Regions from separate parts of the Siniperca chuatsi genome. Here region 2 is linked to region 1. The links are chromatin contacts, called in public Hi-C maps. All regions are on one chromosome and are shown on one strand. Each heading gives the region's core, a stretch centred on a gene start, on an enhancer-like site or on the middle of the called end of the contact. The rest is flanking DNA. Distances are from core to core; before and after follow the strand shown.

Region 1 (6,778 bases), core at 1,563-4,062:
AATGCACTATACTTTCCAATGACTCTATCGATCCTGAGTTGATTTTTGACAGATTTTTTTGTTTTTATTGTTCTGCTAAAAGTCTAGCCATTTTTATTGAGACATTATTATAAATAACATTTAAGTGTTGTTGTCTAGAATAAAACAGACATGTTGGAAATCGATCCTATTCCACAAGTGCATGAATTACAGGTTTCAGTTCCTTTTTTTTTTTTGAATTTTGAATTGATTGAACTGAAAGAGAATTGACCCCCTACTCACAGGCACAGATCCAAAACAGAAACACAGAAATGCTGTTACTGCTTCCCTCCACAGTAGGATCCTGTATCTAACCAGAGGGCATACAGTATACACAGTATAGGATAATACAGCCTGCAGATTGCAGTAAACACTATAGAGGGATACTTACTGAAACTTGAGCCTGACTTGCTCATTGTCAGGGTTGCAGTACAGTCTCTCCAGCTGTTCCTGGGAGTCGTCTGCTATGCTCTGCCACGTCTGACTGCTGCTCCTGCGGATCTGCCAGTAGTAGGGCAGGACAGTGTGGTGGTGGGCACAGTCATTGCCATAAACACACTGTCCTTGGAGGAAATCCACACAAATGTCCACTGAGTCTGACTGGTGCGTGTGATACTGGAGCTGGGTGAGCAGCTCAAAAACCAGGTCCAGGGAGGCCTCTTCGCTTTTATCCTGAAAAAATAGCACTCCTTTGTCGGGCTGCAGGAGGAGGGGATGGGGGTCCTGGACGCCGGTGCAGTCTTTGACTGGAAGGTTTTTAGCCCCAGAGGTTAAGAGGTCATTGCTTTTGATGCCCCCCTCCTGGTGAGGAGCCTGGGGTGCAACTATGGGAGGTATATCCCTGACGGGGGGCGGTATTGTCACTGTGTTCCCGGCCGCCCTGAGGCCAGTTTTCGGCTGAAAGCAGCGGCTGTCGGGGGTAGGATCGGTGATCTTGGGTCGCTCCCCTCGCAGCTCAGTCGCCTCCAGCTCCGCAGTAGTATCGGCTATTTCCACATCACCGTCCCGGGTCATCAACCCCGGAACTCCAGCCCCATCTGTGGCATCGTCAGCAGCTCCAGGGTCTTTGAGACACACCTGGCCCATACAGTTCTGTTTCACCACGACCGCTGCGCACAGGTTGCTCGCAGTCCGGCCCGGCTGGTTCCGGGGAACGAACACCCCATCCCCGGAGACCAGCGTATCCGTGCTCAGTAAAGTGGTCAGTATAGGATCCTCCAGCGCGCGGTGGAGGCATTTGGCGTCCAATTTCCTCTGCTTCTTTTTGAAATAAGGTTTCACCAGAGGTATTTTGTCCGGAAGCCCCACTATCTGCTGTTCCGTGAAATCTTCCCCTTCGTCCATATTTAAACTCATATCCAGGGAGATCCCAGTAGGCACACCGTCTGCGGATTTCTGGAGAATGTGCAAAGTTTTATCCATGATCCCCTCCTAAACCCCGTCAGTCCTGAGAGAAAGAGAGAAAGAAAGAGGTAGTCATCAAATTTAACACCCATAATCCTATAATCTTGGTTTCCAAGGTGAAGACATCCTGGCGCATAAAGCGATGATTAATAGGTTGCTTGGACGGCCACTTATGCCATAAAAATAACCGTGAAAACTCATCTTTCCTTTCCTGGAAAGGAAAACGCTAGCGCGCTATAGGCTACGCTGAAACGAAACCTGTTCAACCCCTCCGACAAAAACTGGCCCTTATCCCATAATGACCCTGCAGATATAACAGGAACAACACAGCGACAGCCACCATAATGACCCGCTGACACAGACACATTATAAACCCATATAGGAATATTATAGGAATATAATGGCTCTCGTTTGGAGAGGAGAAAAGGGTTCGCGCAGCCAGTAATTGAAGCGGAAAAATATTACCTAATCCTGCTGTAGGGAACTTGAGCACACAGTCACCAGCCTCAGATTATTATTTTTATTTTTTTTAAATAAAAAATAAGAATAGGCCTGTACAATCAGAGAGTGTCTTTTCCTTTTATTCTGGTGTCTCTCACTAACGTCACGCCTGCAATTACAGCTGCGTCTCCGAACAGGAGCGATAAAATCATCTCTGTAACAAAACCTCTCTCTCTCGGGACTATATATTTTGATCACGGGAGTCCGATACGCGGCCCATGCAGTCTACGTGCCGCTTACACAACGCTGCCCGAGCAAGTTTGCACGTAGGCTACAGTCGACACACACACACACACACACACACACACAGACACATAAGGCACTGCGGCGGAGCAGCGACAAAAGATAAACGGGGCACTCCGGAGCTTTATTTCACCGCGTCCCTACAGCAGCTTTCCTCTGGTTCAGAAACACTTCTTCGGCGGCCCCGGAGCTGTAGGCCTACGGGCTGTGGAGTTGAAAAGCTTTTAAGAACCAAATAATGTAGCACTGCAGTAAACAGGCAGGGAGATTTTGTTACAGCGCAGCTTTCCCAGAGCCGCTTTAAGCAAAAGAAAAGACCCTCTCTACATTTCACTGACACCGAGACGACAAAAACCCCTACCTGCGCGATAAAGTCCGCCCCTCTCCCCGCGGTCTCGACACTCTTTGGTGGGTAAAATCCAGTGCGTGCATCGGCGGAGCTCCGTATCCAGTCTGGAGATAATAGTATCCGTGTCTGGACTAGACTGTAGTCCGGTTAGGTTTCTCGTGTCCCTCTGACGCTCCTGCCGCTCTCATGCTCTGTCTCTATTTCATGCTGTCTGTCCCTCTCTTTGTATCCTTGTACCGGACAGAAAAGCGCAGGAGAGCAGAAACCGACAAAGAGCGGAGCACAGCTGTGGCGAGAGACTCTCTGCCTGCCTGCCTGCCTCCCGGCTCCGCACACTCAGGCCCCGCCCCGTAACCTGCTCAGAGGCGGCGCTTAGCTTCAAAGAGCGGGAGGGGGAGAGTCGTCTGGCGGTGATCGGAAGAAGCTGCATGGGGGTGTGGGCACCGCGGGACCCTCTGGGGCCGTTATGCCGGGCCCCGGAAGTAATACAAAGCAAACTGGACGCAAAGGCTTGAAGACGAGAAATGTCGTTACATCATCCAACCATCAAGGCGGACCAGCACCAGCGGTGCAAGCAGAATTTAGACCCTTTCCTTAAGTAAAAGTAAGTAAGTAATAAATCAACATACAAATACTCCACTACAAGTAAAACACCTGCATTAAAACCTTTATCTCAGTAAAGTACACATGTATCAGTAAAATGTACTTTTAGACATTGCCATATTAACCTGTTAGGGGGCCCCCAGGCAAAAAAAGAAAAAAGAAAGAAGTTATTGGGTCTCTATTGACCCAAGCTTAATGCTTTGTGTATGTAACCCATTAGATACAGCGCAGACAGAGAACCCAAAATCGAACCAGTACTCCTATGCTGGACCAATACGCTACTAGTCTAGGTTTAGACTCGGTTTTCCATTTGTCAGTTAGCTTGAGGAAGTTTGATTAAACACAAATGTATTAAGGAATATGCATCACATGAACACAATATAAAGAAAATAGGGTCTTAAAACTAGATTATGACACAGGAGGAAACCCTCCACAAGACCGGTTCACACGATTAGGTAATAATGCAAGACTCTTCTTGTATACTTTAGAGGAGCACATTCCCAAACAAATTGACATGCAGTGAAGTGGGTTTTTGGGGCCCCGGGGGCAGTCGCCCGCTTTGCCTGGTTGGTAATCTGGATTTGTTCAGAGTAAAAGTACTGTGAGGATTGACTCCTTACAAAGGATTATTCCCCACCAAAAACCTATCAACACAAAGAATGTTTAGATTGGCCTATGATTAATCTGTAATGCCTTAATAAATGATTTAATAAATATGAATAAAGCCATTAGTTACCACATATAAACCTTTTCTAAAGTATATCTCATAAGAAAGTTGTCATCAGTATTTTAATGTTGTAGTTGGTCAAGGTGGAGCTAATTTGAACTGCTTTATGTGATGTTGAGTACTTTAATCAATAGAATATCATATTTTGTAAACTGATTACATGTTTTGTGAGTAAAATCTTCACTACAGTTGTCAGATAAATGCAGTGGAGGAAAAAGTACAATATTTGCATCTGAAATGTATTAAAACAGAAAAATAAAGTAGCACAAATTGGAAATACTCAGTGAAGTACCTTAAAACTGTACTTAAATACAGTACTTGAGCAAATGTACTCTCCACCACGTAAATATTAGAAATGCTGTGTATTCAAGAAATTTGTTAACTGAAATATTTTGTTAATAAAGTCTTGTTTGAAGATGGTAGATAGATCACTCCTCTCCTGACAGTTATTGAAAAGAGGTGAAACTACTTTGGGAACATTTGGATGTTTAATCACCAGATTATTTCACATGAGACTAAACATGAAACCTGTTGAGACATAATTATAATTCTGCCAAAAGCAGATGTGAAGAGAGTGAGTCATTTTCTCATGATTAGCAGGTGTTTATTGGTTTCTTAAAGCAATTAGGAAGCCTGACTCTGTCCTCTGCAGCTCATCTGTCACATTTCCATAAGGGAGTATAACGTTTACTGACCGCACGTTGAGTCAGCTTCCCTCTCCTCCCTGTTTTACCAGAAGTAGTTTTTTAGGAACCTGCTTTGCTGCACTGCCTTCCGGAGTAAGTTTCGTTGTTTGCAGATGAGCCTGCTCAACCAAACAGCTTCTAGTTTCTAAAGAGAGGATTTCTCAAAAGGGCTGGTCTCAAAATGCACAAAATGCAAACTCGCCTTGTAGTAGTTTACGTCAGTTTATTTTGTTTACTTTTGTTTACAGTTTATTACTGTTTATTTTTTTTACCACAGGCTGTGGTTAAAGAGGTCAGAGATAAACAGAAATGTGTACAATTGTCTTCCATGCAAACACTGATGCTGTCAAAGCAGTTCCAAGGAGAGTTGGTTATTGGGAAATTACAGGCTTGCTGCTGAAGACATGAGAGGGCTGACGTATATAAGAGTAAATTGCCTGGTTGCATACCGACGGATCTCGAGCATTCCTCCTCGGCTGACATGCATAACGACGTCCTATTGTTCAAGTTTTGACTTGTCTCAGAGGACGCCCTATTAAAGAGATACCTGCCTGCCAACTTCAGCTCGCTTGTTGTCTTACAAAAGTCAGTGAGTGATCTGTGAACTCATGAAACAACAAGTACTGTGATGATCCTTTAGTACATCTGGGAAGGAGTGCTGTTGTGAAGTGTGATAACCTAAAGAAACATTATAGAAATACTATAGTCATATCTTTGGAGATCAAGAATAACGCAATGTACCATAGTGTGTTAGTATCTGTGCTGGGAGTACTATTAGAGTATTTATTTGGCAAATACAGGATCATACTCAGACTTTGAGGGAAATGTAATTGTGCTGATGCTTCATCGGTCTCTGTGGTTAAATTTATGTTCACTTGCCTCCCTGAAAAGGAGGTCAGAGGTCAGAACAGCAGGGTGGATGCTTGCAGGAGCAGGACCTGTGTTTTTAAACCCCATGGCAATAACGCTCAGTCCCAAATAAAACGGACAGTAAACTAATTCTACGAACCAAAACCACATGAAAGGACATTAGGTAGGTCTTTGTAAGTGGTAGGGTAAAGGTGCCGTGTTTCATTCCCCAAACCTCTGAATCTTATCTGCTCACATGCCTGCACACAATTACTGGAGGCAGATCAGTTAACACTGGTGACAGGCCTTCAGCCTTGACACGCCTGTTTTACGCACAAAAGAGTTTCATAGCATGGAAACATAAAAATACATTTTATTGAGGTAATTGGCATTGGCCTGGCAGTGGAACCCGTGGGTGCCATAAACAATGATGAAAGTCTCCCTGTATAATTATTGTCATTATGGCCAGTAATTTTGTCTGTTTCATGTAAATCGCAATGGGTAAATTTCAGGATTTTACACAACTATGTGAGCGTGTTGTGTAGGGTTTATAGGTGGAAAGTAACACATTCTCTCATACATTAAACAGTTCTGCATACTGAGTACTTTAAGGATGTTCTTGACTTTCACTCAAGTAAAATTTTGAGTGCAGGACTTATATTTGTACATTGTTGTAAGTAAGTAAAGGATCTGAATACTTCTCCACCAGTGGTAGGCGCCCCTGATATGACAGAAAGCACTGTTAGTGACCTGACACTGTTGGCTTTATATGACTAAACTTCTAGATATGTGTAACTTCCAACGCCCATAGCAGGTGCCTTGTTTTGTGAGTCAGAGACACAGCTTCTACCATTCTTTCAGATCGAAACTGGTTTTGTGTGTGTCTTACCACTAACTTTGAGCTGTGCCAAGACCTTTTTTTATGACTAATTGTTTTGTGTGAGAGATGAGACACCATAAAAATATAGGAGTTCATGGGTTATACCAAATAGCCACATGAAGACTGGGAAAATCCTGTCAGTAATGGTAAGTGAGGGGTAGTTTTTTATGATTAATTCAGCCAAAGACAGAACACAGCACATGGAAAACTACGCGTAGTAAGAGTAGAAGAGATATGCATAAGTCGAAGTGGCACTAAGATAACAACAGCATGGCTAAACAGACGCCAGCATGTACTTGTCTTACAGTGGCTGCTTCAAAGCTAAACCATACATAGGTCATTGGTTCAATGAAATCCAAACACCTGCTTTGTATTGCATGCAGTGTGAACCATATCTGTAGCTACACAGTCAACAAACTGTCAAACAATCTGAATTAATGACTTTTACACGCAAACAGCCTTATACAGAGAGATGGGTAGTGTCACAAGTGAGCTACCTGCAACCTGCATGTACCCAG
Region 2 (7,055 bases), core at 3,300-5,799, 130 kb before region 1:
CAGCCAATGGGGGGAGCTTCCTGAGGTCATGTGGTTGGAGGAGGCAGAGTTCAGAGGTTCTTTATGTGACTTACCAGCATGGACTACCCTTTAATCAAAGAGTAGAGAGAAAGGACAAAGTTAAACCAAGTTCCCTGGGCACTGCAAATCAAACAGACTTTACAGCAAAGCCATGTAAGGGCAGACAAGAGAGTGAGACACGTAACAGGTGTAGGCAATAAAACAAATTGCTCCATCAGAAAAAAAAAGAGGTGGAAAGGTTAAAATGGAGTGAGGGAATGTTGCAGTCAGACCTGGGCAAAATGGTTGTTGAATGCTTTTCAAATTTGTGCTTAAACATGACGGGCACTTAAATGTCACTTATCTGATAGGTGTTTCCACATATCGGTGTCCCAAGATCCTAGCAGATAAATCAAGTGCTCTTCAATCAACCATTTGAAACTCGTTCAACTTAATTTTTAGCCCAGGTCTGGTGGCACTTCTTGCAGACATGACAGGTTGCTGCTGTGGGGGATGGTCAATGGAGAACTAGGATGGCACTTACCAGGCTGTCTGGACCAGTGTCTGGTTCTTCTCACATTCCAGGACTTGAAGGTACATGACGATAATCTGGAATAATAAAATGATTGTGTGTTACAAACACAGAAACAGCATCAGGCGTGTCATTGTTCAAGCCCAAGTCTGTTCTGAGAAGTGAGAATAGCCTGTCAAAGCTGCTTCCTGTGTGGTTGCGTCTGCATGGAGCTGAAATAGCTAAGCTACTCTACACAATTGAAATAGTTATGTGTGTGGCTTTAACTCACCTTGTGTGGATGCTTGACATGCACACAGAAGCCCAGCTCCTTCAGGACCCGACGTTCCGCTTTGATGACTTGGTTTTTGGTATTTATGTAGTTCTGATCAAGTATCAATGAGCTGGGAGTCCTAGTTTATAAAGGAATCAAAATAAAATAATGTTTCCCCCTTTCGAAATAAAATAAAAGAAAGTGCCCTTTTGATTTCTTGTACTCTTTTCTTTTTTCCCGTTTCAACCAACTAAAAGCAACAGGTTTAACTGTTTGCATGCTTGACAGTTTGCTGGGGTTTGTGGACTCCTGTGGTTCCAGTGAAAGCTTATGGGATCTACAGACAGCCCTCGACCTCAGTCACCCCATGCCACAGCTTTAACAGAAATATCAACTCAGATCACCGCCCACATCACTACCTCAACGCGCAGAAATATTTACACAGTCTTTAAACTTAAACTGGAAACTCAAATAAAAATGAAAAACTACTATAATGATCTGAAACAAACAATTCTCACCTATTCTCATGTAATGTATACATCAGTATGATATAATACTCTGTCAAGTAACCAAAACCACTGATTACTTGTCTTTTGTTAATAGTACAGCAGGATATCCAGACTCAAGAAGAAAACATCAGAAAAATAGTTCTCTTTGTCAAGTGCCTACATTTCACCACCACTGACCAGCCTACAAAACACCTGCTGATTAAACAAAGCAGAATGTTTAAAATGCTACTGATGCAGACAAACAGATCTACTGGCATTTTTATGGCAATCTTCCCAAAAAAAAAACCAAACAAAAAAAACAAACAAACCCTCATCTTTCTAAAATCTAAAACTTGGATGACATGTATTCTATAAATCTGTTAACAGGCTATGGTGTCAGTCTTCCTATTATGAACTATCAGCCTCCTACATTATGTACTAATTACGATACAGTTTACATCCCAAGACCAGAATAAACAGAACTTGAAAAAACCCGACAGACATCCTTCTAACACTTGTGAGTAGTAATTTAGCATTTAATCTTTTCAGAACAGCTAACAAATTTAAGATCCAAATCTAGTATTTTGGTGTCTCAAATAACAGAAATTTAAATGTGAATACTGTCATGCTACAAACCACATGCATGGAAAAAACATCCAGGATCAGCATAATGTCCATTACAAAACATGACACTTTACAGTCCAATTCCACAAATTAAAAAATAAATAAATAAATAAATAAAAGGCTTGCTACAAGTGCATCACAATTACTGGTACACTTACTGTAATGCTGATTCAAATTAACTACATATAATGCCAAACTATTAAAGCTACAGCACATGCACTGACCCTAAACGAAAACATAATCCGCAAAGACTACACGTACCCAATTAATTACTCTAACTTCAACGAACAAGGTGATATTTCTATAAAAGCCATGGGTAACAGTTGGTGAATGGGGTTTTGCTCTTGAAGCACAAAAAAAATGCATGAGGAGCAGTCAGAGAAGAAAACTACATTACCCAATGGTCCGCAGATTGACGGACAGATACCCAAAGCTTAAGATTGAACCACAGGAGTCCTCAAGGGGCCCCGGGGGCCAAGGACCTTCGGCCAACCTGTCATCCCCGATACCAGTGCCCCACGGTGGCTCAGACCACGGGCGTCTCCCACAGGAGGGGGTGGGGTGGCCCTGGGGGAGGAGAGAGACCCCCTTGCATCATGGTTGTCATGCCGACTGCTTCATCTTACGTACCATTCCACATCACCCAGGCTTTGGTAAATGTAGCTGGTCGCTGTTAGTTGGTTGCAAGGGAAAAAAGAAGCCAAGTTAATAACAAGGCCTAAAGTAGTGACATGTACAGATTTCTATGAAGACAAAGGCACACACAAATAAAGTAGTTGTGCCTCGTCTTACAATGCCTACAATGCACTCCAATTTTAAAGTGAGTTTGTTGAGATATCAATTTCAGTGTAATGTCAAACTCAGATGTTATATGTAGACAATTACACTTGTGAAACTACCAGTGAAGCGGAAACTGAAAAGTTTTAAAATGGTTTAGAGTACATGGATAAACAGAAGAGCACTTTCACAGCAAAAACAGGTCATCATATTTGATCAAATCAAAAACAAATACAATGTAACAAGAACATTTATTATTATTTCAAAATAATCAAAAGACAACGCTGGATTCAATGTCTGTGCTTACTTTTTGCCTCTGATCTGTCTCAGATGGTGGAAAACATTGATGACATCTCGTATTCGTCGTGGCGCTTCTTCAATCTTGGAGGCTAAGTTGATACAAGCCATAGCAACAATCTGCAAAGACAATTGAAGCAAAAAAGTTCAATAACTGTGTGCTATAACTAGTGTCCACATGTGATCACCACAAGGGTTAGGCAAGGTGACAACATAAACAATATAAATGTCAACAGTCAAGGCATCTTTCCATCTTTTGCCTGTTTACACAGTGTCGGCTCTCACATCAATAACCCATCTCTAGGAGAATTAGGCCACTGTGGGAGAAGCTGTAAATCTGTGCGCAGATCAGCTTTATAACAATGTTGAATGTATATGTGATTTCTGCATCATTGTGTTGGTATATCACAATACAATTGTTCATGTACTGTGAAGAGGATTTTAACCATATTGGGCCACTTTGAGACCAGTACTTGATGTTTCTCAGACAGGCCAATCAAGCCTATATAGTAATACTGACTTCCTTACCAATATTAATTTTAGTTGAGTTTGTAAATAAAATATTACTGATACGTTTGTCAGACGTATCAAGTCACAGTGACCAGCCAGCCAACTACCATTTGAATCTGGAAAAGGTTTTAGGAATGACTAACTTAGATGTGCTTTGTTTTAAATACTTGTGTACAATTTAAGATCTTCCACAAATAATAATGTTTTGATTTAGCGTTGTTTCTGTACTTTGAGATTTGCTTCGTATTTATCTTCAGTATGCCCCCCCCCCCCGTGTCTTAAAACAGTTCAAAAACTCTGGTACAACGTATCGACAACATGGCTGCCACAGACGTAACCATAACGTTATGCTATGCTAACTTACAGAGTTACCATCGGCTTTACAATGATCCACAAACGTGATCGGACTTACCTCAAAACTGTGCTTGACGAAGGACTTGGAGTAGAAAAAACGATGAAAGAGCACCTGCCCCGTTGCCATTGCCACCTGTCGAGAAAAATAGAGAATGACGTTTGTACTTTTGTCTTGCATAAGCTGGCCTAACCTTGCACAATGGACCGCCGCCATTTTAACTTCACCACGCCAACGTCAAGAGCTAACATTAGCAAACTGCTAACAACCCGACTGTTCCGTATTGTGGACTAGAAAAATAACAACTTTTGCTCGTTGTGAATAAAACACACACCAGAATGTATACCATTGCATATTCTAACTATTCAAGAAGGTTTACCTGGGGTAACCGGAGAAGAATGCCCGCCGACTGAATCAATTCACATCCAAGGATGCGAAGGTCGGTCTCCGCGTTCAGGTCGAGGCCGTCGAGCATCGACGGCGTAGGAGAGAGCCTTTCCTCCGGTATGAGCGAGTTGTCGATGGTAAGGTACACTTCCGAGTAAACTTTGTCACCAATGAGGATGCCATCGTTGTTTGTGGATGCATTTGAAGATACAGAGAGAGGACCTGCGGCCATCTTCACCCTAAAAACAGCGGTTACCAGATACAGCTACACCTCGACGGAACGACGGCGGAGCAGGGTGACAAATTACATGACGTCACCATCCTGTTGAGACTCAAACGCTTGTGCACATCCGCGGTGATAAAGTAGTTTCGCAACATTGAATGCTTTAAGAAAAACTGCATGTATTTCTTAAAACAAATTCACAAATTAAACTGGAATGTAACACCTATTAAAACGCTCACTGTTTATCATTTGGTCACTGATTTACCCTTTCTTAATTTTGTTCTTGAATGTCACCTATCTCGGACATAGCCTAAACAGTTAATGACGTATTATACAAATAAATAGTTACTAAACAGATCAATTGCCCTGATATACAATAATGTTTCCATTGTTTTCCTTATTACAAATGGTACATTATCTCATGCTTCCTTCAAGAGCTCCACGCGGGCTCCGTTTTCCAACTTCTAAAGTGTTTTAGATGACAAATTACGACACATAAACCTTAATACGTAAATAGTTGTTGGTCAAAAAAGTTTCATTATTATAGTAAAACACCACAGGTCCTCCAGCCATAAAGAAAACATCAGAAAATTAGGCATGTATGACCAACATGTCTCAGTCAATTTAGTCAACTAATGGTAGCTGTACAGAGGCTCAGTTTTACCACTAATTGTAGCAATACTCCCATACATTTCCGACAGCACCTAAAGGCAGCAGAAGGAAGCGACTTACCACCAACGGTTTCTGTGACGTATTTTACGGGAAAGTCCGGACTTCTCACCGCTATCTCTGGAACATATCCATCCGCCAACAAGTCATAGCGGCAACTTAGATTTTATTAAGAACTCAGTGTTTGTATGGCTAGTTTACACACACAGTGTACAGGAAGTCAGTAATGTCTACTTAGTAATTTTCTATTTAACCGTTTAAATGTACAGCAACACGCGTAGGGAGAGCAGGACAAAATGGTTTAAGACAAATTAGGAACTTTATTTTAGGACTGGCAATGATTGTGTCAAAGAAGGTGCAGCTCCATATACACAGTTAGTAGAGGGAACATTGTGTTCACTTCATCCTCCAGGATTTTATAGCGTGAAGCCTTGCAGTAACTAAAAATGGACAGCAGAGAGAACTAGAGACACACCAGTTGAGGTTGAAATCTGAAAACTGGGAGCTCCAAGTGAAGCAGCGGGCTTCCTGGGGTTAGACATACACTGACCTTGTACTGAATCCGCAGCAACAACCTGATGCTGCAGTACAGTTGACTGCAATGTTTGACTACAGTTTTACTGCCAACAAGTGACTTGTGGGCCAACACTGCTGTAGTGTGTGTGTGTGTGTTGGACTGTATGTGTGTTTCTTTGAATGTTGTATCTACATTCACAAACATTTCTTTGCTGGTTTACTGTCTCTGTTGGTTTGTTGGCAAAGAGAGCAACTGCCCTGCATGGGCAAACCCAAGTTTCACTGCAGGTCATTTGGTATTTGGTAATTTGATTAATTGTTAGGGAATTTCCGCCACTAAAGTTAAAGGTTAAGGTTAAAGTTCACCCCAAAATCAAAAATACATATTTTCCCTCCTACTTGTAGTGCTATATATAGATTAGTTGTGTAGTTTCATGTAGAAACTATCAGTAGAAAGAAAATAGTTCCTACATGAAACTGCTCACAACAAATCTGTGGATGATCTTGAGTAACGATTTCTGGAAAGAGACACTGCTGTTGAGTTTTTCAAATGTATTTTTTTGGCGCTTTGAGCACCACAAGCTGAGTGTCATACAGTCCCATTATATTCAAAAAATGCAGACATCTCTACGGCCGATATCTCCAAAACTCACACCAAAACAATCTAGATGGATAAATAGCGTTACAGGTAAGGGGGAAATATGTATTTTTGATTTGGGGTGAACTGACCCTTTAAATATCAACTGTGGAGGATCCTGTATTATTACCTCATGAGGCCGTGAGTTGTAGAAGCACCCTGGGTTAAAATCTAGTTTTAAGACCTCAATTAATTTAGTTTATATCAGTGTTTTCCAACATTTTGGCTTGAGACCCCTTAAAATGAAGCAGTGTCTACTTGTAACCTCTCGTCACAGCTTGCACACGTCCACCAAAGAGTGATTTCCCCCTCTATATGTCTCAGATTGTTTAATTTGAATACCTGTTAGACGTCAAACTATATAATACTAATATTTCACCAAATGTGTGTAATGAAACAAGGATTTTTCATTTTTTCTATCCTAGGTTATATGTATTCACATGTGTGTGTCTGCGTGTGGCTGAAGCTATTGTAAGCAATAGCTGTAATCATGCAAACATAGCATAAGGGCCTACTTTCATAACTTATTTGAGGCTCTGTATGGTGTGTAAGGGACAGACAGACAGGGACACACACACACAGATTTACCTACCTCAGTTTTACTAATACACCACATGAGGTGGCAGACTGAGGTCTCATTGTCCCTGTCATTAACCAACACCTACAACCAGCACCTCCGGCCCTCACACTTACGCAGTTACCACGACAACAAGAATACTGAGCATTCTTTCTCCGGTTGCCCGGGTGACACTAATTATAGGGTGTGGGAGGGCTCATGGGACGGCAGAAT

What was found. A called contact is a pair of places that touch in the nucleus more often than the background predicts.
Region 2: a contact with region 1 is called in a Hi-C map of liver, with 1.8 times the contacts expected there. The contact joins the promoter of ccnl1a here to the promoter of LOC122879591 in region 1. A contact is called at or near these places in 3 of 3 Hi-C or Micro-C datasets (liver, skeletal muscle and an unstated tissue).

The regions. Positions count from the first base shown.
Region 1 is chrLG7:11,412,642-11,419,419 of ASM2008510v1, reverse strand. It overlaps LOC122879591 (protein mono-ADP-ribosyltransferase TIPARP), which reads right to left and starts at 2,812. Exons shown (of 7, transcript XM_044203876.1): 1 at 2,528-2,812; 2 at 410-1,465. The coding sequence starts at 1,440.
Region 2 is chrLG7:11,544,313-11,551,367 of ASM2008510v1, reverse strand. It overlaps ccnl1a (cyclin-L1a), which reads right to left and starts at 4,549. Exons shown (of 10, transcript XM_044201566.1): 1 at 4,213-4,549; 2 at 3,894-3,968; 3 at 2,982-3,091; 4 at 804-924; 5 at 545-609. The coding sequence starts at 4,452.